Regions from separate parts of the Mus musculus genome. Here all the other regions are linked to region 2. The links are chromatin contacts, called in public targeted proximity ligation maps. All regions are on one chromosome and are shown on one strand. The core of a region is the stretch at or near the end of the contact, and the rest is flanking DNA. Distances in the headings are between cores, read along the strand shown.

Region 1 (2,901 bases), core at 140-2,639, 270 kb after region 2:
CAGACCCATACCCATAGCCATCTGCGCCCAGTTTACACCCTGGTACTTCTCCCTTAAAGACAAGGCATGAATGCTACCAAAACGGCTCATGGATAAGGTAGGATCTAGCTCCCTTGTCGATTTCAAGGGATAGATGTGGCCAAGAACAGCATCTTCTAGGCAGGAGTACCATGAACAAAAACAAACTTGGGGCTCAAGAAATGTTAAGTCCAGAGAGGTCTATAGTGACCCAACCTGAGTCTGAAGGTCGAGGACAGTGGGAGCCAATGAAAATCTATAAGCAAAGGAAAGCCACGGTCAGACTGAGCCTAAGCCTGGTCCGCCTGGCCAGAGGGGAGGTGGAGGGAGGAGAGGGTTTATATGAAGAAGGAACTGGTTCCACAATCATGGGCTAGACCACGGGCTAGAGGTGGGGCTAGAGTAGTAAGAAGGATCCAGAGGTGGGCTAGACAGGTAGTGGTGTTATGTGTAGAACCCACCTGCCTCCGGCAGCTCTTGAGAGTAATTCCTGTTTTGGTGCTGATGTCATCCAGGTCTTTCTTGGTACCCTTGGACAGCTTCTTGCCCAAGACCTCCCGAACAAAGGCCTCATCAAAGGTGTAGTACCTTGTGGAGGCACAGGTCATTATTGGTGATCCATTAGGGAAGGAGAAGGGAGTTTGGAATTGGTTTCTCTTGTTCTCAATTTTCTAATTTCCTGAGTTCACCCCATCTACCCCTGTGTATATCCCAATACCCTCCCCCCAGACTCAGCTTCAGTCTACAAAATGGGTATAAGTCAGATTGACTGACATCCCTGCCAGTACCCACCCCCGTCCCCCACCCCTGGTGAGCACCTCTCGATGAGGAGTGTCTGTCGGGAGGGAGGAATCTGGAAGATGAGCTGGTGCAGCAGCTTCGGCGGCGCGTGCAGCAGACGCTCAAGCATGTGAAAGGTGCGGTAGTGGTCCATGGTGTCGCTCTGCAGCACTCCTGTGGTGGCTCCCGTCTGCTCCAAGATTCCGGAGCGTACTCGCAGAGCCACTGCATCGTTCACTGAGGAGTGGGCGCTACCATAAGACCCTAGAGGCCCTCCAGGGGTTCCACCTCCACCTCCAATCCTTACACTTCCCCGACTTCCCGCAGTCTGTCCACTTCCCTAAACCAAGCCTAAATCCTAGCCACGCCCCCTCTTCCCGATCCCCAACAACAGCTTCCCGGGAGGGCGGCTCACAGACCTGAGTAACCATCCAGCCAGAGGCGATACACGTCTTCATCTATAAGGGTCGTGTTCCCCACGAAAATGTCTAGTTCGCTGGTCATGACGATGCCCGGGCCGGGTTCGCCCGAAGCTGGAGCTTGTACGGGCCCCGGCCGGGCGAGTAGCCGCAGAGCGACTTCCGGGAGTTCGGAGATTTTGCTCCGGGCACCCGGAGCTGATGAAGGACCACTTCCGGGACGGAGCTAGTGAGACACCGCTCAGCTCTGTGAACGGTTTTTCGGAAGATGTCGGGATAGTCTTCTCTCAGTCTACCCTGTCTTGCAGATTCTCCCGTTAACCCCTTCTGTCACTCCCATCTTCTCAGTTTTCTCAGAGCCTCCCAGTTTTGACCTGTATCCTAAATTAGAATGTTTCCAAGGTTCTATCGTAGCGATTGCTAGGTGTATGTGGCCCTTACTTCCATTGTCCATAAGACAGACAGATGACCATTTTTCTTGTTCCCGGAGTGTATTTATTTTTATTGTTTTGAATAATGTGTATGTGGGGAGAGGGTGTGTACGTGTGAGTGCAAATGTTCTTTGAGACCTGAGGTATCAGGTCCCCTGGAGTTAAATTTACAGGCAAATATGAGTTAGTTGCACATATGGTTGTGGTTCCTTGCTTGTAACCACTTAGCTTTCTCTCCAGCCCCAGTTTTTCACCACATACTACACCCACACACAAGCTAGTGACTTCACTTAAAGTCTTTCAGAGCTCTGCCTGGAAGTAGGTATCTGCAGGGGCACCCATCTAGTAAGGCTGTCTTCTTTGTCTTTTCATGAGGCAGTAAAAGATTTACACAGGAGCCACCAAGCCTGAGTTCGTTCTCCTGCACCCATACTGTGTAAGGAAAGAACCAGCTCCAGGTTTTGTTTTGTTTGTTTGTTAAGACAAGGTCTTACTTTGTAGTCCAGGCTAGTCTAAATTGGCAGCAGTCTTTGATCTTCAACCTCCCAAGCATTGAGATTACAGGATAGGAACCACCAGTATACCTAGTCCTTATCACCTGATCTCTACATATGTATGCACTGTTGTATAATACATAAATATAGCTTACTGGCTATAATTACTAATAAAATTAACCCTGTATAACCTTTAATCCCAGCACTTGGAAGGCAGGCAGATATCTGAATTGGAGGTTAGCCTGGTCTACAGAGTGAGTTTCAGGACAGCCAGGGCTACACAGAGAAATCCTGTCTCGAAAAATGGGGGAAAATGAGTTCTACAAAAGCCAGTTCATCTCAGTGCACTTGCGGGTTGCTACCTAGAGACAGGGGGAGGAGGTCCTGGAGGAGGTCCTGGTTTATAAGACCAGGTCTCCCACTCCACTTCTGGTCCCTAGGCGGAGCACATTTTAGGGTTTCTAGACAGATCCCTCTCAGCTCCAGTCTGTTTCCCTGTACTCTTATCTCCGTGGCAGCCTCAGCACCCATCTCGTTCTAGAAACCTGGGCTATCTCCCAAATTTCTCTCTTCAGGCATTCAGAGCTGTTGATGTGCCTGCTGAGTGCCTCTCTCTGCGGCTTACTCCCCGCCCCACTGACTCAGTGCCAGCCTAGTTCTGCACAGCTCTCTGTTCACTGACACAGTGTTATTCATCTACAGTGCACTCTGCCACCAGAATCCACCCCACACAGCACACGTGGAGACTTCTTTGGCGGG
Region 2 (3,076 bases), core at 399-2,898:
GCACCTGACTGCTCTTCCAAAGGTCCGGAGTTCAAATCCCAGCAACCACATGTTGGCTCACAACCATCTGTAACAAGATCTGACGTCCTCTTCTGGAATGTCTGAAGACAAGTACAGTGTACTTACATATAATAAATAAATTTAAAAAAAAAAAAAAAGAGCGCAGACTGCTCTTCCTAAGGTCCTGAGTTCAAGTCCCAGCAACCACATGGTGGCTCACAACCACACGTAATGAGATCTGATTCCCTCTTCTGGAGTGTCTGAAGACAGCTACAGTGTACTTACATATAATAAATAAATAAATATTTTTAAAAAAGAACTGAGCCATCTTTCTACCCCCTTCTTCCTCCTCCTCCTCCTCTTATTTATTTTATGCATGTGAGTATATGGTAGCTATTTCCAGACACCCCAGAAAAGGGTGTCTTAGCCCTTTTACAGATGGTTGTGAGCCACCATGTGGTTGCTGGGAATTAAACTCAGGAGCTCTGGAAGAGCAGCCAGGGCTCTTAACCGATGAGCCATCTCTCCAGCCCTTGGTCTTTTAATTACTTGGTGCTCTTGCAAAGAACCCAGGATTATGAGGAGCACTGGTCCTTGATTTGTAACCCACTCGAGTATAAGCCATTTTCACCAGCAGGCCCTACAGTCCTCTGAGAGGAGAGAATGCCTCCGTAAGATCTGGTGGGCTCTCCTGTAGAGCACTTTCTAACCAGTGATCAGTGGGGGAGGGTCAAGCCCATTGTAGGTGGGGTCATCCTTGGGCTGCTGCTCTTGGGTTCTGTAACAAAGCAGGCTGAGCAAGCCATGAGGAGCAAGCCAGTAAGCAGCACTCCTCCATGGCCTCCAGCTTCCTGCCCTGCTTGAGTTCCTGCTTTTGATGAACATGTTATATGGAACCATGAGTGAAACAAACCTTTTCTTTTCTTTTCTTTTCTTTTTTTTTGGCTTTTCGAGACAGGGTTTCTCTGTGTAGCCCTGGCTGTCCTGGAACTCGCTCTGTAGACCAGGCTGGCCTCGAACTCAGAAATTCGCCTGCTTCTGCCTCCCAAGTGCTGGGATTAAAGGCATGAGCCACCATGCCCGGCGAAACAAACCTTTTCCTCCCCAAGTTATTTTTGGTCATGGTGTTAATCCCAGCTATACTAGTCCTAACTAAGACAGCAGGCTTACATCAGTTCTAGGCATTGGTAGAAGGTGGACAGAGGACACCCAACACGCAAACAGGGAGGAGTGTTGAAATAGGCAGAAAACGACCTCAGTGTAGCTAGCCTAGTTTGAAAGATTTAGAGAACTTTTTATTGCAGTGACTGTTGGGCAGATGTCATGGTCCTGCCCATCTCCTGCTTCCCCTGTGTGGAAAGACAACCCTGAGGGAATCGGGTATTTCACAGACCTAAGGGCCACTTTATCTGAGGCAAGTAGAAATGGAGACTCTGAAAAGCCACACCCGAGTACTGAAGCGTTACCAGGGAGACGGTGGTACCCAACCATAGCTCTGGCCACCAGCCGAGCCCGTAGGTCAGGGTCAAATGTGCAGCAGACACGCCCCCCCTTTGACTAAAGCGCCAGGAAGACCGTGTAAGCGTCACTTCCGCCCTCAGCTACCACATGTGGGAGGCGGGGCCGTAGTGGGGGCGCATCTTATTTGGATCACTTCCGGTGAGCCCAGCAGTGACCACGGCAACATGGCCTTGAACGGTGCAGGTATGCGCTTGGGATGTTTGGGCAGTGGCCGTGGGGTGCGGGAGGCAGCTCTCTCTATCTCCTGTGCCTGTTTTCTCTAGATGTCGACGATTTCACCTGGGAGCCTCCGACTGAAGCTGAGACGAAGGTGCTGCAGGCGCGACGGGAGCGGCAGGATCGCATCTCCCGTCTGATGGGGGACTACCTGCTCCGTGGTTACCGCATGCTGGGCGACACGTGCGCCGACTGCGGGGTGAGGCGAGTGATGAGGCCGAGGCCGCGGACCGGGCCGCACGACCTTTCCTCAGCTCCCTCTTCTGTGAACCCTGTCTCTCCGGCTCACCTATGTCCATGTACTTTCTGGTCCCCAGACGATCCTCCTGCAAGATAAACAGCGGAAAATCTACTGTGTGGCTTGTCAGGAGCTCGACTCAGACGTGGATAAAGATAACCCGGGTGAGGGTCCGAGTGTGCACTGTGGGGAGAAGAGAGTGGCGATAGCTACAGAGGAACTGTGAGCCTGGGAGGTGACAGTGGAAACTCCTGCGTGCTGTGGCATTAAGGTGCCTTCTCGTTTCCGCCCTAGAGAGGTGTTTCATTCAAGAAAGACCATCAGCCTTTTGTTTCTGACACCGTGGGGAGAGTCCTAGCAAAATAGTCATCCTACGTTGTAGAGTGCACGTGCAACCCTGGGTGCTTGTGCATGTTGGACAGGCATTTTACCACTGAAGGGCGGGCATCCCAGTTTACAGGAATAGACTTGATGCATAGATGAGGCCAGGCCATCTGTCAAGCAACTGGACCTCAAGTGTAAATCAGTGGGGCAGTGTTTGGCAAGCATGTGTAAGGAGAAAGAAGAGTAGAGATGAGATGGGATTGGCTTAGGCAGAAAACACCAGCAGCTCAGGGACATCAGTAAAGAGCACATGACTCGGGAGAGGCGGACGGGGCACCCTCACTCTTCCACCACTTTTCTTGTTCTAGCACTGAATGCACAGGCGGCGCTCTCTCAAGCTCGGGAACACCAGCTGGCCTCATCTACAGAGCCTGCCTCGAGCTCTCGGCCCCCATCCCAGCCACCAGTACCCCGTCCAGAGCACTGTGAAGGCGCAGCAGCCGGGCTCAAGGCAGCCCAGGCGCCTCCTCTTCCGGCTGCACCTCCAAATACGGACGCGGTGGCTTCCACACAGACGGCCCTCCTGCAGAAGCTAACCTGGGCGTCAGTCGAGCTGGGCTCTAGCACCTCCTTGGAGACTAGTATCCAGCTCTGTGGGCTTATCCGGGCTTGCGCCGAGGCCCTAGGCAGCCTGAAACAGCTGGATCACTGAGACCTCTATCCTGATCCCTGTTCCCCTGAGAAAAACCCTCCAGAAAAACAGTTTTTCCTCCGCGT
Region 3 (3,015 bases), core at 125-2,624, 490 kb before region 2:
CGAAACTCAAGCATTGCTTGCTTTATTGAGGACAGGAGCGAAGGAGAATGTAGCAAGGAGACTGCTGAGAGGGCCAACCTCATCTTCACAGACGATAAAGAGGGTCAGAGCCCCGAGTTTGAGATACCCATGACATGTCAGTGGCAGGACCGGAGCCTGAGCCCTTCGGGGACTAGTAGCGGGAGAAACGGCACATATCACACTGGCAGGCCCTTGCAGTAAAGATCTCAAGCTCCCCACGCTGGTTCCCCACGCACTGCAGCCACACCCTCACCTGTTGGAGGAGGACCCAAGTTTGTTCCCATTCCACCCCACCCTCACGCCCCCATCAGGTTCGAACCCCTGGGTCCTCACCCTCACACCTGGTCAGGTTCGGGCCCCTGGGGGTCCCCACCCTTATGGCCCGGTCAGGTTCGGGCCCCTGGGGGACCCCACCCTTACACCCCGGTCAGGTTCGGGCCCCTGGGTCCCCACCCTCATACCTGGTCAGGTTCGGGCTCCTGGGTCCCCACCCTCACACCAGGTCAGGTTCGGACCCCTGGGTCCCCACCCTCACGCTCCATCAGGCTCAGGCCCCTGGGTCCCCACCCTCACGCTCCATCAGGCTCAGGCCCCTTACCTTTCTGAGGCTGCTGATGGTGCAGCACTGGGAGGAAGAGGTGATGTTGTGCCGATAGCCACTGGCCACCAGCACAGAGTACCGGGAAGGGAAAGCACTAGACTCACAGTGTCCTACACAGGCCTGTGCCACGTGGGAGCCCTGGCAAGTGCCGAGGCGATCACTGCGCACCGTCACATTGAAGGCTGGAAGCAGAGAAGGGAGCAGCCGGTGAAGGCCGTGCTGGCCGGGTTACCCGTCCATCCGCTCCCCAAGCAGAGTTACTCACGGTGCAAGTGGCAGCCTGGGATGGCTGTCTCTGGGCTATGCCCTTCAGTGACTGCCAGGCCCAGCAGGCAAAGGAGCAAGACTCGTGGTGCCATGGGCATCTGCAAAGGACTGGGTGGGAAGGGAAGTCTTTGAAGTTGTGCCTCTCCACCAGCAAGCCAGGCTTCTGGGTCTCCTTATTGGTGAGGTGTGCTGGGTAGTGGTCTTTATCATCTCTGCCTTTGGTAGGAATGTGTGTGTGTGGGGGGGGTTGCTTCCCTGCCTCAGCTACTCTGGAAGGGTGTGAATAGCCACTTATATGTCATCCTATGCATTCTCCCCTGGAATGTCCTCACCATCTGCGGTACATATCAATTTCCCCATCTATGTGCCACTTTGGCTACAAGGCCCTGGCCCACCACCCCACCCTCCCTGGCTCCACCCCTCCCTTCCTGGCCCCACCTCCTCAGCCTCAGCAGCTTACCAGTCCAACAGCAACTGAAGACTCCTGGTGCCTCCTGCTGGTCTCCAAACTGGAGCTGGCTCTCCAGGCTTTTATTTGCTGGTGTTTTAGAGCCCCGCCCTCCCAGATATCAGATTTCAGGCCCCTCCTAGCCTGAAGCCTCCGCACAGTCCCACCTGGAGATCAGGGTCTGTGGTTTCTTCAGAATGCAGTCTCCACTGACATTTCCCTTTCTCTTTAGGCTGTCTAGTGCTGAATACTAGAGGGAGTGAGGCAGGCCCAGGAGTGGCCCAGTGTGACCTGTGGGCAGCTGGATTTTCTTCATCCTCTGTGAGCCTAGGCAGGACTCTTGCCTGATCAGCCATTCTCTGTTGAAAAACTACTATGTCTTTTAGTGATTACAAAGGAATGGGGCTGAAAATCAACTTTTTTTTGTTTTGTTTTTGAGACAGGGTTTCTCTGTGTAGCCATGGCTGTCCTGGAACTCACTCTGTAGACCAGGCTGGCCTGCTCTACAGAAATCCGCCTGCCTCTGCCTCCCAAGTGCTGGGATTAAAAGCGTGCGCCACCACCACCCGGCTTTCAACTTTTTTTCTTAAAAGACCATCTCATACATCTCAGGGGCAACCTTGAGCTTGGTCTTCCTTCCTCCTCCTCCTAAGCCCTGGAGTCACAGGCAGGAGCCACCATATTCATGCAGTTCATGCTGTGCTGGGGTCGAGCCCAGGGCCTTATGAATGCTAAGGAGGGACTCCACCAGGGGAGTTACATCCCCAGTCCAAGAACAAGATTGTTTTGTTCAAGGGCACCTAAGCTGTGCTTGCTGGCAGACTAGGGGTAGGGCCATTTCGGTCTCCCAGAGTCCTGGGAGTGCTTCCTTATCATGTGGCTGGTTGCAGAGTAGAATTCTGAGCTAGAAAGTCTCCCTAGTCCCTGGAATAGCAGGGACCAGTCTACATTAAAAGCAGAGCTGGACTCCAACCTCTGGCTCTGTTGAGTCTAACTCTGCTTACAGAGGAAAGGCGCCCTACTAAAAGCCTCATTCACATATCATACTATGGATCCATGGTGCTAAGTTACACCTAGGACAAGAATGTGACAGGTTGAGGGCTGTGGGTGTGGTTCTGTGGCAGAGCGCTTGCCTGGAAGCTTAGGGTTCTGAGTTCCATGTATTTTTGGCACCATAAAACAAGCAAGCAAGCAATAACAAAGCCCTTAGTCAACATTAGCTGGAGGTTGAGTGAAGAAGCACCCAGACCAAGGTCTGTGGTGATTATAGGCAGCCCCGCTTAGACTACTCACCTGCTTAGAAGAGTGGGACAACCCACAGCTGCCAGAGCTCGAGGGCTCCTCAGAGCTTTCCAAATCCTACCTCTCACTTTCCAGATAATCAGAAGGGGTAGCAGAGGTTCTTATGTTAGCTGGTCCCAGTCAGCACAGGCACGCAGATCTCCAGGCTCCGGAGCTGTGTCCGTCAGCAGCAGTAGTCAGTGAAGTTATGCTCAGTCGGGATTATAGTACAAATGTAGTAAACAGGGTTTGGGAGAAACTGATATGCCCATGTCGCTCACCCCCACCCCTACACCCTTGCTCGCCTTTAGTGTCCCCTGTTCAGGCTCCAGATCCTGGGTTGTCTGGCTCTCCAGAGCACCCTCCTTCTTCCTTTTCCCTATCAAAGGTAGAGACA

What was found.
Region 1: a contact with region 2 is called in a targeted proximity ligation map of embryonic stem cells, with 7 times the contacts expected there. A contact is called at or near these places in 20 of 39 promoter capture datasets (the 3T3-L1 cell line, the C10 cell line, the HPC-7 cell line and 13 more), 10 of 484 Hi-C or Micro-C datasets (the Ba/F3 cell line, CD4 T cells, embryonic stem cells and 3 more), 24 of 130 datasets of targeted methods (the 230-238 cell line, the HPC-7 cell line, the NIH/3T3 cell line and 15 more) and 5 of 9 other capture datasets (adipose tissue, embryonic stem cells, liver and 2 more).
Region 3: a contact with region 2 is called in a targeted proximity ligation map of pancreatic cancer cells. A contact is called at or near these places in 3 of 39 promoter capture datasets (embryonic stem cells and liver), 1 of 484 Hi-C or Micro-C datasets (embryonic stem cells), 2 of 130 datasets of targeted methods (large pre-B cells and pancreatic cancer cells) and 2 of 9 other capture datasets (adipose tissue and liver).

Annotation. Positions count from the first base shown.
Region 1 is chr19:5,459,095-5,461,995 of GRCm38.p6, reverse strand. It overlaps Fibp (fibroblast growth factor (acidic) intracellular binding protein), which reads right to left and starts at 1,389. Exons shown (of 10, transcript NM_021438.4): 1 at 1,218-1,389; 2 at 837-1,035; 3 at 480-606. The coding sequence starts at 1,302.
Region 2 is chr19:5,730,304-5,733,379 of GRCm38.p6, reverse strand. It overlaps Znrd2 (zinc ribbon domain containing 2), which reads left to right and starts at 1,648. Exons shown (of 4, transcript NM_020491.5): 1 at 1,648-1,704; 2 at 1,785-1,936; 3 at 2,055-2,139; 4 at 2,668-3,074. The coding sequence starts at 1,686. The coding sequence ends at 3,011.
Region 3 is chr19:6,224,760-6,227,774 of GRCm38.p6, reverse strand. It overlaps Gpha2 (glycoprotein hormone alpha 2), which reads right to left and starts at 1,374. Exons shown (of 4, transcript NM_130453.3): 1 at 1,350-1,374; 2 at 888-997; 3 at 620-804; 4 at 7-274. The coding sequence starts at 987. The coding sequence ends at 173. Ppp2r5b (protein phosphatase 2, regulatory subunit B', beta) reads left to right here. Exons shown (of 14, transcript NM_198168.3): 14 at 1-8.